Regions from separate parts of the Zea mays genome. Here regions 1 and 2 are each linked to region 3. A link is a contact called in public Hi-C data. All regions are on one chromosome and are shown on one strand. The core of a region is the stretch at or near the end of the contact, and the rest is flanking DNA. Distances in the headings are between cores, read along the strand shown. Region 1 holds the start of LOC103637686 (probable methyltransferase PMT2). Region 2 holds the start of LOC100284460 (tetraspanin family protein). Region 3 holds the start of LOC103637688 (disease resistance protein RPM1).

Region 1 (3,615 bases), core at 233-2,732, 460 kb before region 3:
CATTTTCCTTTTACTAGTGCCTCCCAGATCAAGAAACCACCAATCAGGATCCCGGACTCGAGGGACGTGGACCCAGTCTCGTGGCGCGCCAGATTGCTCCGGTGCCCCGGGCAGAGCTGGTTTTTGCCATGTTTTTTCATGGAGCTACGGCTATCGGGCCTTTTGGGGCTATGAAAGGACCCCTATGGTGACCTCCTTCAGAAAACTCCAATCACTCCAAGAGCATACACAACTCCGACATTTTGCGATGACGTAGTTTAATGATTCTAGTGAGATCCAAGTGCTGTTTTGAGCTGTTTTCTTGTGACACTTATGTTTGCGCTCTCGTGTGTATTAGTTATGCATGCATGGTTAAATAGTTAGTTGTTAGTGCATATTTGTGCTATAATTGTTACATGACCGAGAAAGTAGGTTGATATTAGCTCATATATTGGCAATGGAGTTAGTTTGTTGCTGTTGTTATATTACTTAGAAAGCTTCATGAGGTATATAGGTATTTCAAATGCAGTTCTTAGTTGTATTGTTAAATGTTTGTAGGTTTTTATAATTATTTACATTGTTGTAGGTAAAATGCCAGACATAGTGTGGGAGGATGGAGAGAAGATTGGTCAAGATTTGAAATGCAAGTATTGTCATGAAGGGAAAAATGGTGGCAGTGCTACTTGTTTCATGGAGCATTTAGCACATCAAAAGAAGGATGCCATGAATTATCCATTCGTTCCTCTTGAAATAAAGAAATTCTTTACTCGTGAGCTAGACAAGACAAAGGAAAAGAAGAGGCAGAGGATTCAGCAGAGGCAATGTGCAAATGAAGAAGTAAGAACTCATTATGCCGAAGAACAAGATGATGATTATGATGCTGAACTTCAGTCTGCACTACATCAGTCTCGACTCTCGAGAGGAGCATGAGTTCAGTCAAAAAGCTGGTGCATAGTATGATAGGGATGGTGGATCTAGGTCGAGTTAGCGGGCACCGCAAGGATCTGGCCCACTGCCTAAGATGTTTAGAAGGACTCGGTCACAAGTTCTAGAGCAGGTTAAAGATTACAGTCTTGGTGTAAGCTGTGGACCACGTTAACAAAGGATAGACACTGGTCCATGGACGAGTAAGGATACAAGGTCAAGAGAGATTCTTGGTAGGGCTTGGACTAATGCTTGTCATGCCATTGATATTCGTAGTAGATAGGTGGATAACTCTTACTTTATGGCAGCAATTATTGAGAGTAAAAAACAAGGTCAGAAAACATGGAGTTTGACACACTCGTTCTTAATAATTTATCCTAACTATCTCTAGCAGGTTACTCATCTCTATACCTATATTTAAACTCTATTATGTAAATAGTGCAGTCTACATAATAGAATAATAAAAACAGTGTTTTAGATAAACTATAGATAGATTGATAGATTGATGAACATGGTCTAAAAACAAAATGAGACAGCCTGACATGCCTTGTGGCCTTCCTTGTCTTGTCTCGACGCCCCGCTCTGGCGCTCTCCATTCCGTGACGCTGCTGCTGCAGCAGCGCGCGATTAAAAAATAATAAGGTCAAAGCCGCTGCGCCGGCAGGCGGCAGCGACCAACCCCACCAATTTCCGAACCCAACTCAACCCCGAGGCCCGCGCCCTCTCCGCCCGGCGCAGCGGCTGCGAGCTTGAAGCCGTCACCGCCCCCGCCGCCGAGGCGAACTCGAAGCTGCCTCCGCCACGGCGAGCTCGAGCCATTCCTGCGTTGCTGAACCGCCCCCGCCGTCTTCCTTGAAGAGAGAGAGAGAGAGACACACACACAGAGGGAGGGAGGGAGGGAGATTTGCTTCCTCCTCCTGCGCCGCTCCATTTTGAAATCGATCCCGTTCGTTTCGGTTGCCTTCGGCCTCGGCGGTGGGTCCTAGACTCCTAGGTAGCTCGGTTGTTGTTTCTACGATTCACCTCGTTTTTATTACGTTGTTGATTTGGTCCACCGCAGTGGAGTCGTGGAATCAGGACGCCAGGCGCGTTGCGTGAGGTTGGGGATTGTAATGGTTGCCTAGCATAGTTGCTCAGTCCTCAGCTGTAGTTCAGGAGCAACTGTTCCTGCTCCCTTGTTGCCGTTCCACCTGGGATCGTGTTGGGATCGATCACAAACCGAACAATTGTCGGCAATCTGTGCTTATTTACCTCCAATTCTAATTTCATGGACTTAGATTTGCTCAAAGCTTCACACTAATAAACAAATCAGGCAGGGATCTGAAATGGTTAGGCATAGTCACATGATTGAGGTTGATGCACATATCTGAGTGTTAATAAACTTGTTCTCAGGACTGGCACGCTGGCTGGGTAGTTTATCATTTATCTTCACAGAAGGAAGTTTCTCTATTGGAACTTTAGCATACACGGGGGTCAGAATCTCAAATTTCCACCTGATAATATTCCTTCAATACTCAATAGTATATTAGTATGCTAATCTAGTTCACTACTTTATTAATCTAATTTCATCCATTCTGTTGGAACAAGTTTAAAGTCAAAGGGATCATCCCTCACTTGTAAATCAAATCCAGTACTTAGTTCATGTTTCCTTTCAGTATCTCTTAGCTGTGTTTTAGAATTCTAGTTCATTAGTGCTGATGTCCTGTTGAGAAGATAATCGTATGCCATATTTGAAGTGAATAACTAATCACTTTCCTGTGGTAAATTCAGATTCATGAGAAACTCGCATCTCACACTAATATTCTAATTCAGCAATTTGTTATGAGCTCCAGTCTGTTGGAACAATATCAAAGCCAAAGGAATTATCCTTCACCTAAAATTCAGATCTTAGTTAGTCTATACTCTATTTGATTAATCTGTTGTTTATGTTTTCAACATCCAGCTTATTATGTGATACCTTGTTCATAAGATCACCGTGTACTGCAATGATCCAATTCATTTGAAGTGATGCTTAACGATTTTCTATGTTCAGGTTCATGAGGGGTTCAAGAATGAATCCAGGTGACCGTAGAACGCGGAGCACGATGACGATAGTAATTGTGATGGGTTTATCATGCTTCTTTTACATACTAGGTGCTTGGCAGAAAAGTGGGACAGGAAGGGGTGATAGCATAGCTCTGAGAGTTAACCAAGAAACTGACTGTACAATCTTGCCAAATTTGCACTTTGAGACCCATCATACCATAAGTGGCGCTAATCCATTGATCATGTCCAATAAAATGATTGAGCCATGCCACATCCGATACAGTGACTATACTCCTTGTCAAGACCAGAACCGAGCAATGGCCTTTCCTAGACAAAACATGACATACAGAGAAAGGCATTGTCCTGTAGAGAATGAGAAACTGCATTGTCTCATCCCAGCACCAAAAGGATATGTCACCCCTTTCTCTTGGCCCAAGAGCCGTGACTATGTTCCATATGCAAATGCTCCGTATAAGAGTCTGACAGTTGAGAAAGCTGTTCAGAACTGGATCCAATATCAGGGAGATGTGTTCAAATTTCCAGGAGGAGGAACAATGTTTCCCAATGGAGCGAATGCTTACCTTGATGAACTTGCATCCATCATCCCACTCGCTGATGGCACTATCAGAACTGCACTTGATACTGGATGTGGGGTATGCTCTCTCACCAGATCTTGTTATATTTTAC
Region 2 (3,400 bases), core at 860-3,359, 350 kb before region 3:
TTGGCCGAACCACGGGATAAACCACTGTGTCATCTCTGTGTTTGATCTCTTGTGGTATTGTGTTTTGTTGAGACTCCTCTCTAAGCCACTTGGCAATTATTGTGCTAACACTTAACGAGTTTTTGTGGCTATAAGTTCAAGTTTTACAGAATCACCTATTCACCCCCCCTCTAGGTGCTCTCAGTTATCATTCGACAATCTATTAGCTAGCTGCATCTTATTAGAAAACCTGAGAAACGAATCGACGAGGATGATGTCGCCGCAAAATAAAAAAATTCATCGCATACTTCTAAAGTGACGCAACGCCGTCCTCATGGCCTCGATGCCCCAATCTCGTCGACGCTGATAATGTCCCCGTAACTCTAGATCATCTGACACTAAATCGTAATTGAGTTCTTCAATCTTTACGTACGATGTGATCACGACATCATATATCAGATGATTCACGCAATCTCTCTAGCCTCTCGTTGTTCGTTAGATGTCTGTAGTCATAGTATATAGTGTAGTAGTCTTTGTATTATACATGTGAGTTTTTTAATCTTATAGACTAATGATTGATTATTGATATATTTTATAGAGGGTTCTAAAGTCTACATTTTTGTCTCAAACTTTATCTTACACCGGTATTAAATGATTAAAAAGGCCAAATGATTTGTGATATCAAGTCATCAAAAAGTATCTATCTTTTAGAAAAAACAAAAAAAATAACAGGTGGATAGGTTCATAGAAACAGTGAGATGAGCTATGGATATATTTATGACCAGTAATCTCTATGCTTTAACTAACCCAAATAATGAGCTAGCGGTAGTTGTTGTGGAGAAAGAAGAACCCGCTATTGAGATTTTCTGAAGAAGAGAAAAATGTTGATGCCAATATCAATGATAACAATTTAAGAGGCCTCTATGGTAGTTTTCGTTCAGTGCCCCTAAAATGCTAGGAATGATCCTATGTACAACCACATAAATGGTCTGTATCTTAAGGGGTATTTAAATGAATAAGTTTAAAACACAAAAAATGTATCTTAGTAAAGGAACGTCTCTAGCACAGTTTTTGAGTCTAAGATATGGTTACACTCATACAACCCACATAAATGAATCATTTCTTGAGATGTTCGTAAATAAGATACAAGACTTAGATATATTGAGTTGTATGAACGAGTATATCTAATGCTTAAATAACCAAAAATAATATTTAGGTTGTACGTGCCCTAACAGGTCAAACTTATGATGTGTTTTGTTTGGATTTTGGCTTTTACTTTTGCCCAAAAGCCAAAAGCCGTGCCAAATGGCTGGATCCAGAATCAGTTTTTTCTAGAAGCCGACTCTCTCGCAGTTTAAAACTGAAAGCACCTCTAGACCTACCTTTAGGATGTGTTTGATTGCAATGACAAGACAATGAGATGAGACGATCCCTCAAATAAGATTGTTTGGTTCAAGGTCAAAGGTTGGAACATGACTATCTAGTGTTGTCCCCAATTATCTTTCAAAATTGGAGGGACGAGAGAGTACGCCAAGGGACATCCCTGTTCTTGCTGTCCTGCAACCAAACGTACCCTTAATGACTTTCAAATAAAACTGTGAATATATATATGAACTTTTAGTGGTTTTTTATGATTTACACTAAATAATTTTTAGCTTTTTAATAGCTCAGAGCGTAAACTAGCTTTTTTTCACTCCCAACAACCAAACAAACCCTTCGCCTAACGATAACAACAGCAACACATGCCAATATACCGATGTCATTTGCCATCTCGAATTGCGGAGGCGGCCCATGAGAGGGCAGTTCAGACCTTTCAAGTGACCCGACCGCCAGCGCATATCCACTGCGCACGGGGATAATGGCGAGCACTACCGGCCAGCGCAACCGTCCCCGCGCGTACACCGTCAGCATGGCCGCCGATGCGATAAAAAAATAACTCCAGCTCAAATTCCTAATGCAGCCAGCCCAACCGATCTGCTCCGTCCACTGCCTCAGGCAACGGCACTCCTCGCGCCACCTGGTGGGTCCCTCGTCCACTCCAACTCCACCGCCTCCTTTGCCCCAATCCAGCCGAGTGATTTTTAGTTTATTCACGCGCAAAAAACTAAAAAAGAATTATAAACGGAAGAAGAACGGCAGGCGAAGCATCGCCAGGTAATCAACCCGTCCTCCTGTCCTTCTTCCCCTCACCCACCGCGGGAAATTCGGCGCGATTCGGGCGGTATTAGTTGGAATTCCCCTGAGAATCGGAGCGTTTTTTTGGACTTGGTAGATTGGTATATCGATCGATTGATCGGTGGCGGAGGGAGGGGAGGAGGGCGGCAGATGGCGGCGTGCCGGGGCTTCTTCGAGTGCCTGCTCAGGCTGCTCAACTTCATCCTCACCGTCGCCGGCCTCGCCATGGTCGGCTACGGGATCTACCTGCTCGTCGAGTGGATGAAGATATCTGAGGACGGCAGCAGCGGGGGGTTGACGGCGGAGGTGCTGGTCTCCGGCCGGCCGTTGTTGGGGGCTGTCGCTCTCGGTGACAGCTTCCTCGACATGCTACCCAAAGCATGGTGAGATGGTTGCTTGCTCATGCACCCTTTTTGTTTCTGATGTATCAACGTTGGTTTCGTCCATGTGATCTCGCGACTGATTAGGATTTTGGGTTGTGAGGAACTGCGAGGTTTGCTTAGTAGGGGTGGCAATCACAATTGTGAATAGGACAAGTGTTACTTTAATTTTCCATGTAGTGGATGATTAAGAGGCGAATGTTTGAAATATGCAATGATGTTATGATAGCCAAAACTCTCAGTTGCAAATTGCAGTTTGATGTAGCATTTGTTATTCGCCTTCGGATCGATGAGCTTGTTAGTCAGGCAGTAAATTCTATGTGGATTTGAATTGTTCCAAGTCTCCAGTCGGAACCATTGGTTCTTTAGTTTGGCAATTATGGGTTTGTTATTTGTTTGTTCTTACTGCCAAAACGGTTGTGTTTGACATGGAATCGCCTCTGTTCCCTGCAGGTTTATTTATTTGTTCATTGGTGTTGGTGCTACTGTTTTCCTCGTGTCTCTGTTTGGCTGCATTGGAGCAGGGACAAGAAACACCTGCTGTTTGTGTTTCGTATCCTTTTTAATGTGCCTCTTAGACATCATTCTGTTGTCCTCTCTAAAGAATATTCCATTTGTCATACACAATACACTAAAAAGTACTCCCTCCGTTCTTTTTTATTTGTCGCGGTTTAGTTCAAAAATAAACTAACGGACGACAAATATTTTAAAACGGAGGTAGTACTTGGAATTATGCTGCACATTAAATCCAGACGGGCTATTAGTATCTGAACCTGCTAAACCAACAAATTTTGTTTCTGTACTACTCTGAAACGCCAATCTTATAGAACAGCAGTAGCAGAGGCAATAATATTTTAACTATTTCT
Region 3 (3,837 bases), core at 1,000-3,499:
TGGGTATACAAACCCGATGACATCAAATACTCTATTCAGCCTCTTTTTGCCTCGAGCCCCGAAGGCCGTTGTCATAGCATCATCTTCAGCCTTCGAGTAGGCACCAAGCAATTCATCACTGGTTGCTTCAGTGGCATCTAGCCAGTCATCATTTGGCTCGTCAAACTGACTCCTATATTTGAACGTGTACTTCATATAGATTAAACTACCTTGGCTAGACCCAGCAGCAGCATCCTTCTGCATCTCCCACTCACTTGCGAGTGGCCACACTCTATAAGCAATGTGCTCCTCAACTAAGTCTCTGGTGCCTATGTAAGTACATAGTGTATTAAAAGTAGACTGACATGCTTGTGTATCATTCCCAAGGGCAATGGATGGCCTCCTAATGTCGAAGCGAGACCATATAGGACGTTGAATAATCCCCTTAATATCCTCTCTCTCTCTCAACCATATCATTTTTCACGTAGAACCACTCCTGCATCTAGGCCCCCGGCCATCTCTTCCGATATGTCAGAACTGGGTAGCTTACCCTAGAGCGAGTCTCGATGTTGTAGCAACCGAAGTTGTTGTGATATTGTTCCTTTCTGGTAGCCTTCGTCTCATAAGATAGCTCATGGATGTTACAGAAACATTTTGCATCTGGTTCCAATCCCTGGCTCCTCATGGCCCATATAAAGATCCCCATCTTGATGATAGCTTCGGGAGTAAGCTGATGAAGGTAAATCTCAAAAGTTTTTAGGACCTCGACCAGCAATTTATCCAGAGGGAACCGAAGCCCTGCCTTCATGAGGCTTCTATAAACTACTACCTCATCGGCTTCGGGCAGAGGGACATTATTTTCCCCTCCAGACCTCACAATTGAGATATCACGGAAGTACCTTCCCCTCATTGCATCAATTTTCCCTTGCTTGATAGTTGATTTCCTGAAGACAACATGGCTTGGTCTCCAGGGCCGATCTTCGGCATCTTCATTCCCGCTTTCTACATCAAAGCTTTCACTATCACTGGAACCTTCAGATATTCCAGCTAACATCTCATGTGCAATCTTCTCTGCGTTGGTTTTTTCCATAGCTTCATAAAACTTGGACAGCGTCGGGTCAACAATCTTCTTCTCGTCAGCCATTAAGACGATGGTCGTTGGAATGTCGAAGCTTGAAATTCAATTAAACTCGACAAAGCAAGAAAGTTTAAAACGACAAGCACAATGCAAGCAACTGAAATGGCATAAGAAATGCTTTCAATACAAGCTCCTATTTATATGTCCAGCGCCCCACGGTTTGGTGGGTCCTGCATGTCAGTGTCATTTGCTATTCTAGCGAAGGGAAGGTGTTTTTTTAGACCTTCGGCTAAAGGCCTTCGTTCACGTCGCAGTCTAAATTTGTCACAAAGAAACAAATTAATATAGCGAGGGGCTACTGTTGGGGGCCTTCTTCCTCCGAAGGTCCTCAAAAACACGACTAATCATATGTTTCTAGTGTGACATGGGTTATTTCATAGTGGAGCTTCGGCTTCGGATGAAGGTTTTCTCTTATGACAAGATGGAAATACAATCCGAAGGTGATGAAATTGGACGACGAAACTATAGCCAAAAAGCTTCGACTTGAAGTGATGACGAAGACCAAGTACGATGATGGACGAGAAGGGACAAAGACTACTTAATCCCTAATATTTCATATTATGTTCATAGATGAGTGTTAAGGGTATAAATGTATTTTCACTCGGGTTGCGTCTCGTGCCTATAAATAGATGAACAGTAGCACCGTACTGTTCACGCTGGATTGTATTCACTTTCTCGCATCCTCACCTCCGAGCAAGACGAAGGTATTATTGTAATATTAACATTGTTGATATTTATTTATGTTTTATAAAATGCAAGAATAAATGAATTAAGATATGGTTATCACACTTATTCCTTCGTATTCTTATCCTTGTATTAGTATGATGAAGGTACGTCCTTCTCCACCTTCGTCTGAAAGACATTATAGTTGTAAGGAGATAATGCCTCGAAGTACAAAGGTTTTTTATGATTAATAATTGTGTTTCCTTGTTCTTAACTCACAGTATTTGAGAACAAGTGACCACCAAGGACGGTGATGGCTGTGATGGTGGCCGGACTGGGTGCTGACGGCTGGGAGTTGGGAGAAGTGAGGGAGAAAAATCTAACCCTGATACTATGTAAGGTTGTGTAGACTGTTTGTATAGAGTGGTTACATATAAATAGACTTGGAATCTTAACCTAATGGACCGAGGGCAGTGGTGTCAACCCACACATAGGACTAGTTTGGGAAAAAACGGAGGTGGTTGAAGGGTTAAAATCTCCTTATTTAAAAATAAAGAAGAGAATTTTAGTGCTGCATTGCCCTTACACGGTGTCTAACATCTGCTTGTGGACTTTGACTCGTACTTCAGCGACCCGAGCCCCCGACAATCCCTCGCCGAATTCCAGAATCCAGAGCAAGGGTATCACCTCGACCTCAGTTACTGATCGGAGCCGCTCCTGGCGCTTGGTTTCTATTGGATGCGGTGAGTTCCTTTGTAACCCCTCTCAGATCCCCTCCAAGCTTAAAGACCATATAGAAACACAATCCGTATTCAGCTGTTAGCTTAAAGCTTATTGAATGGTTGGACTGGCTCCAAGATCCAACGTCATCTTCTAGGATTTATAGCATTGTGCTAATTTTTGGGAAATTGAAGGGTCAGTTTAAACTAAAAAAACTCGGATTTACAATAGCATAGCTAAACCAACTCTTCTTTTTTCTTGGTGAGTTGGTGGACTGTCGCTTATGAAGTTCTCCCTTTTTCCAATCATGCTGAATAAGAGAGGAAACTCGGAACTTGCTAACTTACTGTTTCTTGTGTTCATTAAGTTGTATGTAGCCTTGTAGCTAGGTGTACAATTTACCAAGCTCATGAAATATTCGATGACCATTCCCTCCAAGTCCAACCACAAAAAGTGATGTTTATGGTTGTCTAATGTCAACCACTCCAAACTTTAACTATTATTTACTTTTTTATATATTGAGCTTCAATGTTTGAAAGAGCAGAATTCTCTTTAAAAATAGTTTCATAAAAATTCACATTTTCTATATTTATAGTTATATTAGAAGAAAAGGTAGAGGCCAAACTTTGGAACTTGATTTCATACAACTTCAGAACGAGGGAATGTCATCTAGGATCCCACCCTATTCATCAAATTTGTGATTACTGCATTCGGGCATGATAAGTTCTAAACTTTCCTTGGATCCATAAATTAGTATATGTGCAGTCGTGTACTAGCTAATTTGTAACACATTATGCTTCGTTTTCATGTACACCTTCACCATTCTAGTTTTCAATAGGTAAAGTTGTGGATCCTAAAATTTACAGCTAGGCATAGCCTTATATGTGCACTACAGAAGTAATGTCTATTTTTATTTTTTTGCATAATTATAGAATAAGTTGTCATGTGCTTGTCAAAACAGGGTGTGATGCAGTTAGGGGCACCAAAGAAATTGAACCATCAGTTCGATAAGAGTACATAAAAGGTAGAGACAATATTTTACTTTTGTCCTACATATACAATTATATATATGTATTCTATAAGGGTCCACCTAATGCTAATTAAAAGGAACCTGACATCTGATTATCTTATGAGTAGGGTATGTTCATGTACACTAACAGATCCTAGGCATGCTGTTATAAACTTTGCTCTTTCAGCTTGTCCGTCAGAGGAAAAATAATTTCTTTCATTTTTCGAGTCTCTGGTAAATCATTGTGTTGGCTGCGCATCCACCTTAACATTTTGTTTTTTCCCTTTTAGGATCAATGCATTTCAACACTGAGAAGAAGCCAACAGTT

Evidence for each region. Hi-C and Micro-C count contacts between places; a contact is called where the count stands out from the background.
Region 1: a Hi-C map of leaf shows a contact between it and region 3, with 6 times the contacts expected there. The contact joins the promoter of LOC103637686 here to the promoter of LOC103637688 in region 3. A contact is called at or near these places in 10 of 25 Hi-C or Micro-C datasets (ear, endosperm, leaf and 1 more).
Region 2: a Hi-C map of leaf shows a contact between it and region 3, with 6 times the contacts expected there. The contact joins the promoter of LOC100284460 here to the promoter of LOC103637688 in region 3. A contact is called at or near these places in 11 of 25 Hi-C or Micro-C datasets (bundle sheath, ear, endosperm and 3 more).

What each region holds. Positions count from the first base shown.
Region 1 is chr1:98,427,149-98,430,763 of Zm-B73-REFERENCE-NAM-5.0, forward strand. LOC103637686 (probable methyltransferase PMT2) reads left to right here and starts at 1,483. Exons shown (of 7, transcript XM_008660316.4): 1 at 1,483-1,878; 2 at 2,936-3,581. The coding sequence starts at 2,940.
Region 2 is chr1:98,532,940-98,536,339 of Zm-B73-REFERENCE-NAM-5.0, forward strand. LOC100284460 (tetraspanin family protein) reads left to right here and starts at 2,110. Exons shown (of 7, transcript NM_001157355.1): 1 at 2,110-2,133; 2 at 2,252-2,537; 3 at 2,988-3,087. The coding sequence starts at 2,305.
Region 3 is chr1:98,882,464-98,886,300 of Zm-B73-REFERENCE-NAM-5.0, forward strand. It overlaps LOC103637688 (disease resistance protein RPM1), which reads left to right and starts at 2,250. Exons shown (of 3, transcript XR_004855284.1): 1 at 2,250-2,523; 2 at 3,800-3,837.